Linked DNA regions of Gossypium hirsutum: region 1 is linked to region 2. The links are chromatin contacts, called in public Hi-C maps. All regions are on one chromosome and are shown on one strand. Each heading gives the region's core, a stretch centred on a gene start, on an enhancer-like site or on the middle of the called end of the contact. The rest is flanking DNA. Distances are from core to core; before and after follow the strand shown. Region 1 holds the start of LOC107900678 (cyclin-dependent kinase F-4). Region 2 holds the start of LOC107900685.

Evidence for each region. Hi-C and Micro-C count contacts between places; a contact is called where the count stands out from the background.
Region 1: a contact with region 2 is called in a Hi-C map of leaf, with 2.4 times the contacts expected there. The contact joins the promoter of LOC107900678 here to the promoter of LOC107900685 in region 2. A contact is called at or near these places in 9 of 34 Hi-C or Micro-C datasets (callus, leaf and petal).

The regions. Positions count from the first base shown.
Region 1 is chrD08:55,141,498-55,144,197 of Gossypium_hirsutum_v2.1, forward strand. LOC107900678 (cyclin-dependent kinase F-4) reads left to right here and starts at 1,333. Exons shown (of 20, transcript XM_041098426.1): 1 at 1,333-1,418; 2 at 1,509-1,566; 3 at 2,109-2,365; 4 at 2,439-2,482; 5 at 2,585-2,700.
Region 2 is chrD08:54,996,768-54,999,467 of Gossypium_hirsutum_v2.1, forward strand. It overlaps LOC107900685, which reads right to left and starts at 1,411. Exons shown (of 7, transcript XM_016826368.2): 1 at 1,026-1,411; 2 at 855-917; 3 at 605-759; 4 at 370-495. The coding sequence starts at 1,265.

The DNA.
Region 1 (2,700 bases), core at 83-2,582, 140 kb after region 2:
TCTAATAATATAATTCTTTTTAATTACATAAAGACATTTCCATAGTTTCTTAATCAAGTCCGTTAAAGGCTTTATTAATAGTATAGATATTATATATATGCGCCAAAAACATATATTATTATTTATTAATATCAATGTAATAAAAATATTTCATAATTATTTTTTTATATTTTAAAGTAAATTTTAACTTAAACTCAAGTCAGTGGACCGATTTTAGATTACAATCATATATATTATTTAAAGTAAAATTTTCAATTAACTAGTGAAATATTCTTTTTGTGACGAGTGGTATTATTATTTGTGCAATAAATTAACATTTTTATTTGTTGTTATGAAGTACACCCCTTTTCGTATTATTTCGAAGTTACAATATGATCGTGTAAAATATGCAATAATTATTAATTACTGTATATTTGATTATAAAATATGGTAAGAAATAAATAAAATAAAAATTCCTATTATATTTAGATTATAAATATAATTACCAACTAACGGATTTATATAATATATTTTTATAAAATTTAGATATTTTATATATACATTTAAAAAATATTAATTTAAATTTAATTTATTTATCACCTATTTTGATAGCATTTAACGTTAATATCAATTAATTAGATTAAAAAGTTAGGCTATTAATGTTTTCTTGTACAATATATATTTTTCATTTAATAAGTTATTTTAAATTTTTTTTCTGTTTAAAAAAGTAAACATAGATTACAGAGACACTCACACTTATGGTTCTTACACCATAAATTATAACATATTTTAATTATTATATGGTCGATTTTAAAATTTAAATTTAACGAATTGAGTCTTAGTTTGATTGACATTGATATATTGTTAGTGCAGGAGGATATGAGTTCGAGTACGTTGAAATGTATTGTCCTCCTATTTAAGAATTATAAAATACTATAGATAATTCTAGATATTATATTAAAATGAATAGATATGATAAGAACGGTGTATATTACCTATTACAAATTTTACTTTTCTTTTTTTTTTAAAAAGTCAAAATTTGAATTTTCTTTGTATTTATAATTATAGAGTATTAGTTTTCATTTGAAATTTCCTAATGACAATTAGATGATTAGTTAAGGAAAAAAAGACGGAAATAAATTGATTAATATTATGGAAAGAAGAGAAGGAATAGGCGTAGGAGTCGTGGACGTTAGTTGTCCCAAATCCCAATCAAGAAGAGATTAGAAAATGATGACGGCATCCGACACCCACCGTAACATAAGAATAGAATAAAGCTTGAAAGTGATCGACCGACCGGGCCAATCGGGTCACTATAAATGGATGGAAATAATAACACCTTAAAAATAACCGCTAAAATAAAGCGGTTTCTTGGTTCACACGAGAGGGACTCCCCGATTCTCAAGTCTCTCCCACCCAAACATATCACAATAAATTAGGTATTCCACCTTTTATTTTTTCCCCCAAACACGCATGCAAATCGTTTTTCCTTATCTAATTCTTTTCTGACACACACACAAATTTCGAAGCTCTGGATTCCACCTCTTCCCGTCCTCGCCGACGGTGCTTATGCCGGTTGGTTTCCAGGTATCTAATTCCGTTTATTTTCACATGGATCTGATCTCATCCGATTTAATTTCTTCTTTTCTCTGCTCTGTGTTTTCTTTTTGGTTAGGATTAGATTAAGAGTTTTTTTCAATTCAAATGGATCTATTGTCTGTTATTTTTGTTTTGCGTTTTTGGTAATTTAATCTATTAGGTTTTGCTCTTTTTATTTTTGTCACGAAATTTCTGTAGTATTTAGTAATTTTTTTTCGTAAAATGTTCTGTTCCTGTTTCTATTTGGCGTGTTTGTCTCATATCCTATTTGTTTGGTTCATATACAGGGAATAGGAATTCTTTTTATTTATAATCAGGCATTGAAATTTTTTTAATGATATGATTGCTCGCTGCTAGTTATGCATTATTGCTTGAATATTGCTTGAATTTGATATAGCCTTTACTCCTTTATGAGGTTTCGCTTTCTAAGATGTATATACTACTCCACTTTTTGGGCATTTTTTGATGCCGTATGCTTAAATTAGGATCTCTGTTGACTCAAGTTTCCATCGATGTTATTTTAATGTTAGATTGCACCGGACTTGGATTTAAAGGGATTTAGCTTTCCTTTCAAGACATGGAGAAAGCCTGCTTCTGGTCAAATTGCAACCTTTTCCGGGTTTTTTTATTCCAAGAAGTACTTGACTGGCGGTTTATTGTCCATGGAGATTCTCTTTTGGTTTCTTTTGTCAATTGCACTTAGTGCCCAGTCTCCTCTTAATACTCAACACGGAGCCGCAATGAATTTTGTTTTCTAAGATAGGTGCTGGATCTTTAGCACACTTGTGTAAGTAAGCGTTTTTTATTCTCTGTTTGACAAAAGAATATGATAGGTAGGTTCTGAATGTTTCAATTGGCAGTGCATTGTTGATACAACATCCAGTCATGAGAAAACACCTTCCAGGTACACTATATATTCTCATATTTATCTTTTCTCAATCCATCAACGACCTATTCCTTTCCTAACCTTTATCATATTTTGTTTTTTTCTCTTCTATTATCACAGGGCTTGTAGTAATTGAGTGGAAGTTGCTTACTAAGCGTTAGCATTAGTAGTTCTTAGTTAATGTTTTGCTGTTTCTCCTGATGGATACTGATTAATGAGGGTATGTTGGTTTGCTG
Region 2 (2,700 bases), core at 161-2,660:
GTTATAAAATGCACTTTCATGTTATAATAATTTAACCATGAGATGAATATATTTTGCCCTTGTTATAAGATGGTTAGTTTTAACATTCCTTAAAAAGATGTAGCTTGAGCTTCCTCATGTGAGTAAGCCAGTTTCATTGCTCAGTACAATAATTAAATTCATTTGCACAGCGTGACCATGGAAATAAATAATCAAATAGCTTATTTCAGCAATAGAAATCAAATCAAATCAAATCAAATCAAATTGTCTGCTTTTCTCCATAGTAGATCATATTTTCTTTGGTTTACTAGCCAAGATTGTGCGGTAGTGCATGCAGGTATATTCAATTTACCATTGGTTAATATTGCAGAAGCTACTATTGATACATACCGTGGAGCATTTTTAAGAACTTCAAACTCTTCCTCTGTCGGTAAAGAACGTCCAAAAACATCTTTAGGTCTTGATTTCCGTTTCTCTTTAGTAGTAGCAACTCCACCGGGCAAAGATTCCGGCTGCCTGCAAGATGAAGCTAATAAATTGAGAAAGCCATTTCACAAATATGAAAATAAGCTTAAAATAAAGCAAGGAAAACACATGAAAAGTTTTATATTCAAATCAAAATTACATTGCTGTGGAAGGCACATCGGTAGAATGATCATCGGATACGTTGTTATGATCAGTTTTTTTCCTCTCATCAGCAATCTCGGCCGCTTTGGCACTTTCAGCATTATAACCAGGCGGACGAACATACATAAAGCTAACAGCTTTCATCATCTCCACCTAGGAATTCAATAAGGGTTTTCGGGTAATTTAGTCCACAAAAGAATGAAGATAGAAATCAAGGGCAACCACTTAGATAGGATCATATTCAAAACCTTTTCCTTCTCTTTTTTGGAAATTAGAGCCGTCTGGCGAAAGAATTCTTGCTCTTGGGCATACTGCATCAAAGTATAAGATAGAATGCTTAGTGCTAGGGCAAGTGAGAGAGAGAGAGAGAGAGAGAGAGAGAGAGAGTGGTAGAATAATAAATAAAAAGAAAGACCAACCTCGCGAGCGACTTCGTCGGCACGGCGCACGCGCTGGGCATGGGTCTGCTCAGCGATCCATTTGCGGCGTTGGTTAGGGTAGGAGAGGGGATGCCATGGTTTCTGGTTGAGATAGGAATGGCTCCAAGCAGTGCCGGCTTTTGTCTTGTAGTCAACTTCGGCGGAAGAGCCAGGCTTGTTGTCATCGGGGAACTTCTTTCTCAGCCTTATTCCTCCCCCCTCCTCTCCGATTCCATCCATCCTATCACTCGCTATTTTCTTCCTTCAATAAATTCGTTGTATTACCAAAATAGGAGTATCAGATTTCGTCGTCCTCTTCTACTTCCATTCCCAAATTTTCTAATATCTAGTACCAGATTCGGGACTTGGGATTGCCGGATCGGGCTGCCCCACCCACTCTTTATGGGCCTATCGATTATATGATTTTCCACTCTCCCCTTCTAATTATCAAATCAAGCCTGCTGTAGTTTTTCAAGCGTTCAATACTTTTAGGTTAATGGGCCTTCAAATTTTTTCAAAAAAAATTTAAGTAAGGCCTTGTACACCTAGTTAAGTCTTGAACTAGTAAAATTGATCGAATAAGATCTTCGACTAATATTGACAGTTACTTGTTAACGGAAATGATAATATGGTCAATTAATAGACGCCCACATCATCACCATTTACCAACGTGGTAGTGACACATCATCACTAGCCGTTAACATATCAGTTCCACATCATCACTAAAGGTTGACACGGCAGTGCAAAAATAAAAATTTTCAAATAATAAAAAACACTTAAAATTATTTTTTAAAATAAGTTCACGATGAATTTAGACAAATTGGTGTCCAGATTCATTTTGAAATTATAAAAAACATAAAAAACTATAAAAAAAATCATGAACATTTATAACAATTATTATAAATTAATTAAAAATTATAAAATTTTATCAAATTTATAAAAAAATAAATTTATTAAAAACTATAAAAAATTTAATAATGTATATTTAATCAAAATGGTTAGAAATTAATTAAAAACCACAAAACTTATTAAAATGAATTAAATGTTTTATAAAATTTTACAAAAAAATATTTTTCTTATTTTTATTATAGTATAGCTATTGATCATTAATTAAAAAAGCCATTGATGATTAATAAGGCCTAACATTTTAGAAGAACTTTTAATAGTTTACATGAGAGAAAAAATATCAATGTTTGATATACTTGGATATAAGTTATTTAATATAAATGAGAAAATAATTTTTGTAAAACTTTATGAAAAATAAATTATTTTTTATATAATTTTATGTTTTAATTAATTTATAACAATTTATAAATGATTTTTTCTAATTTTTTTGTGATTTTTAATAGTTTATTTTTTATAAACTTTATAAAAAAATTATTTTTTAATTAATTTCTAATAAGATTTTATTTTTTTTAATTTTATAAGTTTTTTTTAATTTTTTTTTATAATTCTAAAAAGAATCTAGACATATGGGTGTCCATTTTCAAATGAACTTGAACAACCATTTGTCTAGATTCATTGTGTATTATTTAAAATAATTTTAAAATATTCTTTATTTTTTAAAATTTTTTTATTTTTTCTAATGTGGCACTATCACATCAACGATAAGTAATGATGTGGTATTGTCATGTTAGCAAACGGTGCTGATGTGGCGTCTGCTAACGATCACGTC